2 separate regions of the Columba livia genome follow, and region 1 is linked to region 2. Evidence: chromatin contacts called from public Hi-C data. All regions are on one chromosome and are shown on one strand. The core of a region is the stretch at or near the end of the contact, and the rest is flanking DNA. Distances in the headings are between cores, read along the strand shown.

Region 1 (6,128 bases), core at 1,138-3,637, 140 kb after region 2:
TGTAACTCCCTCCTACGCAGCTGCTGCAGCCGGCAGCTCCGCGCCCAGAGGGAAACCGAGCCAAGGCAAGAGACTTCGGTTTTGTCCGAGGAAGAGGCCGTGGGCAGCGACTCCAGCTCGTACAACCTCCGCCGGCACGAACCAGTGCTTTAGGGAAGCCGCCGGGGAGACAGCCGGGGTGAGCAGCTCCCGCATCCCCCGGTGGGGAAACTCACGCAGCTTCTGCCCTCGGACGCGAGTACCTAGAAGGGAAAAATTACAAGGTGAAGTTTTACGTATTTTCCAAGTCGCAGAAGGGTTTTCTTTGCCTTGGTGTCCCACTGCAAGCGCTGCCCCATGGCTCCAAGGCCGGCATGCCACCAGCCCCCCATTGGTGGTCACAGCCAGCCACCCCTCCTCACAAGAACTTTTTCAACCAATTATGCCAGAACAAACACATCTCCTTTCGTTTTAACGCTTTTTACTGGTTCTAATGTTTGCAATGCAGAAGCCCCAGCGATAACTTCAGTATCAGCAGCCCGCTCACACACTTCCCAGGCAGCAGAGATTCCCGTTCCGGCAGCCCAGCCTTGCATCTGAGGCTTCCAGGCTCCTTTTGTGCTTTACTCCACACCAGCACAAGCAAGGGACAAAGCCCCTGTGGTCAGATTGCAGCTGCAACACTGCAACCACATTAATTCTCTGCTTTATTTAGAAAATTAACTCAGAAAACAGGTTTTGTGGGCTATAGAGGACAGCCATGGTGCTGTGCTGGCGCTTGGGTGGGAGCAGAAGAGAGGGCAGGGGTGCCCCGAGGCTCCTCACCTCTGAGTAACACCTCCTCTGGCTTCAGTCCAAAGCCACTTCTCCATGTGCAGGTCAAAGTACCGGAGCGAACATAAAGGCTGTGTCACAACCTGACCTGGGGGTTTTACAACTGCCCGGTTGAATGAGTCAATAACAAAGCTAAAAACAAGTGCTATGATGGTTCATTCCCCACCAGCAGCACCCAAGCAGCAGCGAGACACAGCTGAAATGGGCAGCAAACACGGTCTGCCCCAGCTGGGTGCATGGGATCTGCATCTGCACTCAAGCCTTGGCTGAGCCAAGCTGCTTTAAGCAGCTTTTTAGCCGTTCCCCATGACCAAAGAGCATCAGTTTTGAAACAATTTTTATTTTTTTTAAAAAAGATTATTATCAAAATCATGCGTTTTCAAGTTGCCAAAGACAGCATTTTGGCTTGAAGTTTGGTTTCTTTAGACTTCTTGGTTGACACGCTGCACTGAATTCTGCATAGTTTTGCAAATATGTTCTGTGTAAACTAAATAATTTTGTTCACAGATTTTTGGCTGGTCTGTTTTCAGGACTTACCTGCAGTGCAGGGGCAGCTCACATGGATGCATCCTTTCAGCACCTTTCACCTTTAGGCGGCTCTGCTCTGGCACCTGTTTGCACCATTTTTAAGATGCTCTCAGATGCATTTCACATGTGGAAAGCTGGGATGTGACTTCAGAGTACCCGAACTTTATATGCAGGTGTCTTGGACTTGCTAGTAGAAACATGTTTTGAAACTAATGAAGATGGTGTTTGGAGTCAAAGAAACACTGCTTTTCTAAATGCTTTGCTTAAAGATATGTGCAGTGCTGCCCTTTCTCCCCTAGCTCTGGAGGCTTTCCAGAGCCCAGCAAACCTGCACCCAAAATTGTTATCTTCTGCTAGGACCAAACCTGCTAGTGCTGTCTTCCAGCCCTTTCCATCACGGAGGCTGCCAAGCTGGGATGTCCCGCAGGGAACTGGTTTTGTCTAGTGACAGAGAATGGTAGTTGATTGCTGAAGAATCAGAAGAGTATAAACGCAAGTTCTACTGGAGCCCACTGACCTTCACCAGCTGCAGAGCCAAGGTGCTGTCCTGGACAAGAGCATCAATGGGAGCAACAAAGCAGCCAGATGAGGATTTTGGCCTCACTTGTTCTTAAAAAAGCTTGCCAGCACAGCACTGCAAGGTAGAGGGGGCATCACATTTTATGAAACTGCTGCAACTGGGGGAAAAAAAGAAAAAAAAAAAAGAAAGAAAAATGGTTTTTCATCTGTTAACTTCTTTTGGTACATAATTTATACCTGCAAAAAGCAGTTTTTTTCAGTGGCCTGGTTCAACTGCCCTAGATGGGAAGGTCTGCATAGCTCTACCAGGCACATGTGTATCTGCATAGTTATAGCAACTAATCTCTCATAGGACACTGAGAAGAAATTATGATAGATGTAGTGAGCAACTGTTTTCATCGGTGGAATGATTTAGATGAATGGTCTTCAGGCTGTTTCCTCCAACCTTCCTGCTAAATGGACTCTTCACTGCTTCAATTAAGAAAAGGCTAGCACTCTGGGAAGCAGTGGCAAGGAAAAAAGATGAAGGTAGAGGTATCAATAAGACCTTTTTAATTATGCTTTACTGGAACGTCTGACATAAATCATACTGAAATAAAAATATCCCCAGTTTGTTAGAAGAATTTAGGCTCATTTGATTGTGCCAGGACCATGAATGTGATCACAGGACAAAGCAACTGAATTAGGGTCATAAACCAGAGCTTTTCAGTACTCAAAGTACACCAGGGTGGGTATATACATGTGTACAAATGGGAAGACCAAGCAGAATGCAATCAGTGCAAAATATTCAAGCACCATCAATGCTTTTCAAACACTCCTTTTGCAAAAACACAATAGCTTTGCTAACAGTGAGGCTTAGAAGGGCAGCACCCAGCACCATCCTGCCGTGCTGCTCCCACCCACCACCGCAGCCATGAGCAGAGAATCGCTCGTCCCTCACTGAGCACAGGACTCATCCAGTGGCATGAAACCCCCTTTCCTGATCCTACCTGCCAACACACACAGCTTAGTAAGAGTTAATCCAGGTATACTATAGTAAATGAAAGCTTGCATAATTGAAAAATAGCTGAGGCATTAATCTTCCTTCTTGGTACCTTGAGTCCTCTTTAAAAAGATTATTTTGTCTTCAGAGACAGCTTTAATGCTATTTAATGAATCACTTATAAATGAAGGATTCCCTCCCCCGCCCCCACTGTACAGGGACAGACTCAACTACACTGATTTTTGTCAAAGAGACAATTAACTTTTGTCAAATATGCAAAGATAATGGCTGCTCTCCACAAATACTACTATACTAAATGTGGCATATTGAAGGCAAATTTGTCCTGTTATTTTGACTGAGCATGCCTAGATACTGTGACATACCCATTTCCATTAGCCTAAGGAATTCTTTGTGCTCACCAAAATAATAAGCTATCCCCTGAGCACCCCTAGGACCAGGGGGCTTGTGCCAGATAAGGAATACCAGGCTGGGAAATTCAGAATCCCAAGACAAGTTCATTCAAAGGTGTTTTGGTGTCCAGCTTCAAAGGAGGGAAGAGACATGAGAAGTAAGGAGAAACGTAGAAAACCAGAGCACCAGGAAACCTTTGCCTGAGCTTCTACACTGAATGTCTTGGTTGCAGACAGAGTGCAGGCAAGTTTTCTTTGAAAGCAGACACCAGGCAGGACCATGGGGCAAATTAGTGGTTTTCCCACTGCAAGTAACTTCAGTGAGTTGCAAAGGCAATTTGTAGCCTGAAGTCTTTCCTAACACAGAGTTCCCAAGCAGAACTACTCGGTCGTCTTCCCACTGAGCACTTGCTCTGTTCCTGCAATCCACACGCACACCATAAAGATGCTGAACAAAGCTGAATCCCCCCGCCCACCCCACCAGCCTGGCTGAGTACTCATGATTATTTCCAATGAGAACAACAGGCAATAAAACTTGTAATTTCTCAGCAAGTGAGCCTTTTGACTCAAGCAATGGCCTGTGGGAGAGACATGTAAGCAGATGCAGAAACAAGGCTGATAATTTCTTTGCTACATGAGCTGCTCCCACGCCGTTAAGCCCTCGATGGGACAGGGGAGCCCTGCCAAGCTGCTCCTGGTGATGGGCAGAGCAGGTTCCCTCCACCCCATGCAGACCAGATGAGAGTTTAGAGGTCTCTCCTGCCTCCTGTATCAAAACCAGGACCTTGTGGTGGTTTAACGCTATCAGGACGCGGTGCTCAGTGTTGGAGAGCTTCACCACCTGCCTTTCCAGCATAGTCGGTTTTTCTTATTTAAGATTCTGGTCTGGATAGACAATAGAGGTTCATTCCTTGGTACGGTCTTAGACTCCTTGAGCTGACAAACACAGCTAAAATAAGCCATTTAGTCCCACTGCATGTCATGGCCGTTATCTTCAAAATAAGGACCAACACCTTTTCTCCCCCACTCCCTGTCTCAATTCTGCCCTTAAATTCAGTGTCTGACTAGGAGGCAGAATTATTCCCAAACCATCACCAAAGGGGGAATCACCATTATTCACTTGCAACTCTCTAGCCAAACACAGAGCAATAGTTCCTCTCTCCTAAACGTAGTTCTTGTCTATTTGGACTGTGCAGCTATTTACTGCAGAGGCAGAACAGCTGTACTGTGCACAGTGTAAGGGCACCCCAGTCTTGGGGAAAAAAAGCACTAGTTGCTTCAGCAATAAATAGATGAATACAGCAGCTTGCCCTGAGCTGCCATCATAGAAGAGATCAACAAAAAAGCAGCTCTATTTGTGCCATCGTGCTTGCATAGAAACTCCAGACAAACTAATAACCTCGTGTTCAGCCACCTTCCCTCTTTGTCGCTGAAGCAGCAGCCTCATGCAGAGCATACAACTCACTTGCCCAGAATAGACTTTTTTGTTAATCGCTCAAAAAGCCGTGGACACAGGCCAGTTCATTCAGCTCAACTGCCTAACTCTGAAATCAAAATCAAAAGGGAAAGAAGGAAAACTTTGTATTCCTTCCGTCCCCTGAATATTAAATGACACCATCAATGTTGCCTTGGGATGCAGCATCTGACTGCTTCCTTTGCTCCAATATGGGATTTAAGAAGAATGACTTCGAGGCTGACTTGCTGTTTCAAATTTTCCATTTTTTCCCCATCTCAGACTTGAGGATACAACATGAATGAAATCAGAATTAGCCTTGTTACAAACAAGCAAGGGGGATGACCTAGATTCAAAATGAAGTGACGGCAAAAGTTTAAAACCCACCATACGGGGCTGTTGGCTGTGGCACATTTAGGTCAAAGTTTGTTGCAATCAAATCATACTTTTCAGAAAGGCTTTTACTAGTGAGATGATTTGTATGGCAGTAGCTGAATTATGCATAGGATTCGTGCAGCCTCTTCTAGTAAACAGCTCCAACCCTTCCAACAGGTGTGGAGAAACACAAGCTCTTCCCTGCAGCATCTTCAGGCTCTGCAACCCTGGGGACACAAGTTGTGCTGTGGCATCGGGATAGCCCTCACCAGCCACATGGGGCAACCTCCTGTGCTGTGCTGGAGCCAGTCTTGCTGCAGGTCTAAAGGTGCTAGGATGAAATGTGGGGTTTTTCAATGATCTTATTGAATACCACCAAAAAAATCCCAACTCAGAGGCCCTGTTCCCAGCGAAGGCAGCCTGGTTGCTGTGTGGGTTGCTGGGGATGCTTGGATGACAGCTGAGGGGTAGCACAGGACTCTGCTCGAGTGTCAGGCACACTGAAGGAAATACATGGAAATGATCAGGCTGGTGGGGTTTGATGTGGTGAACTGGGGGGGAAACAAAGAGCAAAATAAAACAAAAAAAACAGCCAACACACAAACGAGGAAGGCCACAGCTTTTAACCCTGTTAAGCCAGGAAGATTCAACTGATGTATTTCAGGGCTAACAAATCCTGAAGAATTTCAAATGCTTCAGTATCTGAGTAAGAAACTCCTGTGTTGCCCAACAAGAAGTAAGTTACTTGAGGCACTGCTCGCTCCATGCTTGTCAACAAGGCAGTGAATCTGAAAAAAAAGAAAAAAAAAGCCAAGAAAGGAAAGCTGGTTCATGACAGATCGCCCCTTGTCCACCACGACAGCGGCCCTATTTGTCCTAAAGATCTGCCTTTAACTCAAGGAAAAGGAGGACTGCTCATCCTCCTCATACCATCCTCATGAAGTGTGTGCTCACACAAGAGTGGGCAAGGCTTCCCTCCTTATACCAAGACCTTCTAGGGTGGCAGAAAAAGCAAAAAAATAAAAAAGGTACTTCAGGTTTTTCCTGT
Region 2 (6,291 bases), core at 1,440-3,939:
TTCACATTTCTCCTGTCATGGTAGGGTGCATGAAACAGATTTTTTTTTTAATCCTTTAATAAGAGGGAATCTTATGAGGATGTTTTACCAAAAACTACTGTGTTGATGATAGATAAGTCAAAATAAAGCAATGGGAAGAAATGCATGTATTTAATTGCTGTTTGCCCCTGCTTTTTGTTGCTGCCATTGAAAATCACTGTGAAAATGTGAGATGTAGGGGCTTTGCGTATTTGTCTGCAGAAAACTTGGAAGATAAGTCAGAAAGAACAGCTTCTGTATTTAAAAGTGGCTCTCTGAAACAGACATTGGTGCATTTGGGTAGTCATCAGAGTTAAAAGATATAGTATTACCAGGTGAGATCTACAAAACAGCTAAGTCTGCACTGTGTAGACAGACAAACTGGGAATGAGGATAAAATAGGCAAAATGCTCTGTTTGGCTGACCATGTAAGGAGCATGCTTTTGGGGGACAATGTTCCCATGGATCACTGTAGAGAAGAAAGAATTCAAATTGTCTCCATGCTCCAGAAAAATATGTCAGCACCACAGGTGACATCTTCTCCCAGACACCTCAGAACTGCATCTCTCCACTTGCTAAAACATTGGGCTTTGTGGTGGAAGTACCCAGCCCCAAAGGAAGAGACAGAGCACCTTCAGCTGAGCTGGAGCTCCACGCTTGCTGCTCGCCATTCCCCTCGGGGCTGTGGCACAGGCTGACTTCAGGTGAACCATAGGACTCTCCAGCTAAGCAGGAAGATTTGGTTTAGGCAGATAGATTGATAGATGCAAACACACACATATGTGCTTTAAACCAGCGATAAGACAGACAGTGCTTGGGAGTAAATAATACTATATCACAACAATTAGTGATACTACTATATGTCTTCATTGTGTGGGAGGATTTTAAAACCTGTCACTTCTTTGTTGAAACATTCCTAAAAGTGAAGAATTTCTGACGAGCTTCACAACATCAGTTACATGAAAATTGCTTTCCCTTTTCCCCACTCCCAAGAATCTCCATTTTATTTGCATTGCAAGTGACACAAAAAATAGTTTCTGTTCATCCTTTGTCCTGGAAAGTATTGCAGGGATCCAGGACGCTGGGCCAACCCCACCACAAAATTTATAAAATTTTGTAAAATTACCAGCTTTTGCCCAAACCTGTTACACGCTAAGCCATTCAGCAGTGTGACAGTGATGTTATTTGCATTCTTCAGTAAAAAGAATCATAATATTCTCATAGTCATTCAGGATGCCTGCAGCTTAGGATGTAAACCAGACTTCCTCAATTCAATTAATAGCGTAGCTACATTTTAACTGAGACTTTGTTTTTAATTCCATCCTTTGGGTGTAACAGCTTAATTAGCTAATAAAAATCTCCAAGGTCAGCTGCACTCAGAAGAGTTATTTGTTTAGCTCCAGCTCTTTTCAAGATAGCTGTATCCAGGCAGTTTGGCTTTCAGGTAAGTGAACACTGCTCAAAGGAGACCATGAATGTTTGTGTTTAGCTTACTGAGTAACACAGCTCATATTTCCTCCATCAAGAAAGGTGAAGAGGTGCAACTCAGACTTCTCTCTTCGCCCAGCTTTCCTGCTAGGCACAAGGAGGAACAAGTCACCAGGAGATGCTGCAGAGCCAATCAACAGCGTGTCCTCGCTCCCATCCCAGGGCTCTCCAGCAAAACACTTTGTTTTATCTAAAGCACAGATGCTCACTTTGCTCCTGGAAAAAGGCAAATGCAGCACTCAGCAGCAGCCACTGCACAACTGTGTCGTCAAATATCTATGAGGTAGTTTCCTTTCTACACTTTTAAAACAAATATGTGTCTTTTGACCACAGGAAGGATATGGATCATATAAATCTGGAGCTTTGAAGATTTGCAAATCTGGAGATATTAAAAAGGTGGGAGAAAGTCACCACTTTCCCTGCACACCAGAACCAGCGATGCTCTCCCTGGTTATGTGGAAGTCCTGCCCACACCTCTGAGACCTCACCAGGGATATGAGTTACAGCCTTTATATCTCACATGGGAAAACAGCTGAAGCTCTCAGAGGAGTTCAACATTTGGACTTCATTTTTTTTTTTCAATTTTCTATGTAAACAAGCAAAGAAAGGACAAAAAACTCCAAGCAAACACTCCTGGGGACCCCTCAGGGGTCACAGGGACAGACAGGGATCCTTGGAGCAGCTCTCTAGCAGTCAGTGAAGGACCCTGCTTCACAGACACCAGTGGGATCTGGGACACGGGGAGACATGAAGGGGACAGAGTGCCCTGCTTGTTGCAGAGACCAGTGTTTCTCAACATTCCTCTTTGACATGATGACCCCTCCTTCCACGTGAAGACTTCTCACCACCTCTAGTCTTTTAGGCATACAGGCAGACACATCAGAGCCGCCTCTGTAATTCATTTGCCTGTGGGGACTTGTGTGTTTTGAGAAGCTGATGAAGAGCAGGGAGCCTGGGAGGACTTTGAGATGCCCAAGTCTGGGCAAGATTCTCTTTGCTTTCCACTGTCATAACTTTCCATTACCTCATGACTCTGCCCCATGACTTCCCTCCCCATACAGGAACTCACTCATGTTAGCTGTGTGACAGTGAGAAAACACCCCTTTCCCTCTGTCAGGTCTTTACTGGGACGCTGAAAGATTGCAACCCTCCCTCATGCACAACTGAAGCGACTTCTTCACTAGAAGAAGTAACCCCACAGTAGTTATCCACTTGGTGCTGCGTGAAAGGTCTCTGCTCTATCATCCCCTCACGGTAAAAATTACAGACAATAATTAAAGTCAGTAATTACACGTGCTAGAAAACGTAAAATACAAAAAAACCTTCACTATGTGCCAATTATGCTTCAAGGCTGGAAAGGCTGCAGCGAATGGCACACATCTGAGTACACTGCGTACAGGACATGGAGATACAAGCATTAGCTCCTTGGTAGCCTCAGGCTGGATGACGGATGCTTCTGGTTCACTGACGCCTGCCAATGATATAGCAGTCATTTTCTAAATAAATAATACGTTTCATTGAACCTCCCTGCCACTTTCTTGCAGGGAGTTGTTTCTCTTGCTGGTCCCTCCTTTGGTTGTAACTGTTTCTGGTGGGGTTGGTAGGAATTTGGCCTTTAACAAAATCTCATATTAAGACATATAAACTTTTGCATGCAGACAAGAAAAGCTTTCTTTTTCTGGCCAGTTCTTCAGCTTAAACTTAGATGCGTATGGTGTAACTGTGGTTATCAGCAAACTCAATTAAGGATAAGGATATTCCTGTGTCACTGCAATGGCAAAATTACAGTCTTTCCCCTGGGAACACTAACTAGCAGACACTTAACTCTGAGTCTTAGCTTCACGTGCATGAACTCTTGCTCCTGTTGATCTGTTTCTGAATGTGCATAAGATAGAGCTAGCGGATACCCTGTCATCTGTACCTGCCCTGCAGCTGGCTTTTCACTTATTTGAAGGCAATTGGCATTTGAACATATTATCACTCACTAGCCTCTCCAGCAAGCCTGGAGCTGAGGGAGACAAACACATACTGCACACTTTAAGGGTTTACTTCTATAAAGGCAAATCCATAATGCCACATGTTTTGGTTTTGTTTTGGTTTGGTTTTTTTTTCCTTCAGGTCACCTGAGAAGCCTGCAATGAACCACTCCTCCCCAGTGCCCAATATTGCTCATCTGTTTCCTCCCTCCAGAGCAGCCTCATGGGACATAAGCAAAACCAAGCCTTACGGGAGCTGAAGAACAAGGTCCCCCTCAGAGGACGTCAGCCCTGGTCCCCAGCAAAGTCCTATCCAAGCAGTCCAACAAAGAAAACCACATCAGAAACTTGCCCTGCTATTTGTCAGCATCTCAGAGCCTCACTCTGTTTAGCTGTAGGTCACCATAAACTACAAAAGAAGTGGCCCTAAAAGACAGCAAAGCTTCACCGCAGCTGGAGCTCAGAGAGGCATGGTGATGCCTGGCTGCTGTGCTTCCAGAGCCCAGTTGCATCTGTCCTGTCCTCTTCACTTCAAGCAACATCTCCAATGAGGGAGCAGTGCAAAAGCTTTTCAACCTGCTTCCTCCTGGATCTCCCAGCACCTTGAGGAGCAGGGGACCAAGGTTAACACAGGTGACCTAGAAGAGACCTGGTGAAAAGAGGGGATGTTTCAAAGGGCCCAAGAAGATGCATCCAGCGCCCAGGATCTCTTCCAGCTTGCACCTGTGCAGAGCACACTGCAAATAGAAGAGTCACCTGTGCCCAGCCAAAACACTGCATCCCCTTTGTGCTTCCCAGGTGCGATTCCTGCTGGCGTCGGGGCTCCAGCGCCTTAAATAGCGAAATCCTTTGCCTCTCCTTGCCACCGAACAGGGCTGGAGGCAGCCCCACCGGTGCTGCTACAGCCCTGGCATGGCCCTGCCAGGGAGCCGAAAGGCAGAGCCCCTGCCCGGCCGATGCCGAGCTCTTCGTCCTGGGGCGGGCCAGGCGGGCTGTGCTGGGAAGCCCGTGGTCTCTAGATGGTGCTGCTGGGCAGGGAATGAGCACCAGCGGCCGGGGAGGCCCCCGGCACCCACCCACCCTTGTCCGCGGCCGGCCGGGGAAGCTCAGCTGGGCTGCGGGGTCTTCCCGTTCAGCATCACTGTGCAGACCCCCCAGATCAGGCTTGGGGTGCGTGGAAGTCCAGCCATTCCCGCAGCCCTGGGTTGGGTCCTGGCAGCTTATTTAACTGTGTTTCATTAAAAATACTGGTTTAAGGCCCGTTCTAGAAGCAGGCTTTGCTTTTCTTAAATTATTTCAGCAGAGAAGGAAAAGTAGCTGGGCTGTAATAAAAGAATTTTATTTCTGGCTGTTAAAGGGGAAAAAAATGTTAGCTTAATTGCCTAATATTTTATAATCCAGCATCTACTTTTCATTTACAGACTGCAGTTTTATAGTCCTTACCTGCTTAGCTCACCAGTGAAGTGTCCGATACCTGAACACGGGCTCAACCCACAGCAGTACCTGCGGGCACCCAGCTGCACACAGAACCCCAGGCATGCCGTGCGTGGCTGTCCTTGCAATGGGACCGTGGGTGCTTTGCCCAGGCATTTCTGCAGCAGGGCTGGGGCATACCCAGCGATGCAAAGGAAAGGCTGCACATGAGCTCAGGAAGAGCAGGAGCTGTTGATGCTCATGTCCAAGCTAGACTTTAGTACAGGTAATTACCCTGTATCTAAATTATTTCTGTGTTTTACTGGGATACTAGTACTTTTTTTAAGTTAATGCTCTATAATGAAAATCACAGACAGAGCTCGGAAGAATCTGCCCCATTAGCATTAGCGCTATTTGACAGGCCAGAATCTGATGTAAAGGCCATAAAACCAGAAAAGACTGCTGTTGTTTTGGGTGAATATTGGCAGGTTGCCACAGTCACACCACAGGGGAAATTGGTGCTGTGCAATAGCTGTGTGAGAGCAGCCAGCTTGAAGGTGACAATTTCCCAAGGCAGGACATCTCATCTCTACAGAGACCAGGTCAGGTGTAAATACACTTCTCTGATACACAAAAGCATAATTACAATTCCTGGAATTGCTCTGGGGAGAGCACCGATAGCTTTCCCATGCAAAGAATATGAAACTTGCAGGAATTGCCTTTTTCTTCTCCCTTTCTTCTACAAAATTATGTCTAGGAACTCCCTCAGATATGTATTTTTTGACTCGGCACATGCCACTTTGGATCAGCTGGGCTGGATCCATCCACAAAAGACGCTGAACAGTTGGTGCTTAGCCCACACAAAATCCCAGTCACATCCACAAATAAGATGTTCCTCTGCTTTTCTCACCTGCAGGACTTGATTCAGCTGATATTTTCAGAGCATGCAGAAGCCAGAGAAGCAAATAATCCCCCCAGAACATTTATATAGTTTCAGTGGTAGATGAGTATCATGGTTTAACCCCAGCTGGCAACTCAGCCCCATGCAGCTGCTCCCTCCCTCCTTCCAGTATGATGGGGGAGAGAATTGGAAGGGTAAAAGTGATAAAACCCATGGGTTGAGATAAAGACAGTTTGACAGATAAAGCAAAAGCCACACACAGAAGCAAAGCAAAACAAGGGATTAATTCACTACTTCCCATCACAGGCAGGTGCTCAGCCATCCCCAGGAGAGCAGGGCTGCATCATATGTAACAGTGACATGGGAAGACAAACATCGCCACTCTGAACCTTCCCCCTTCATTCTTCCTCCACCAAAAATATACTAAGAATGACATCATACGGTGTAGAATATTCCTTTGGTCAGCTGGGCTCAGCTGTCCCGGCTGTGACCCCT

Evidence for each region. Hi-C and Micro-C count contacts between places; a contact is called where the count stands out from the background.
Region 1: a contact with region 2 is called in a Hi-C map of liver, with 3 times the contacts expected there. The contact joins the promoter of GPR50 here to the enhancer-like site in region 2. A contact is called at or near these places in 2 of 2 Hi-C or Micro-C datasets (crop and liver).

Annotation. Positions count from the first base shown.
Region 1 is chr12:10,432,766-10,438,893 of bColLiv1.pat.W.v2, forward strand. GPR50 (G protein-coupled receptor 50) reads right to left here and starts at 2,388. Exons shown (of 3, transcript XM_065077834.1): 1 at 1,859-2,388; 2 at 1-242.
Region 2 is chr12:10,290,277-10,296,567 of bColLiv1.pat.W.v2, forward strand. No RefSeq gene overlaps it. Among named protein-coding and RNA genes, the nearest start is that of VMA21, 8.9 kb to the left of the region's middle. Within about 2 kb of position 2,690, at least 1 of the 3 cell types and tissues checked has an H3K27ac peak away from gene starts, as active enhancers do.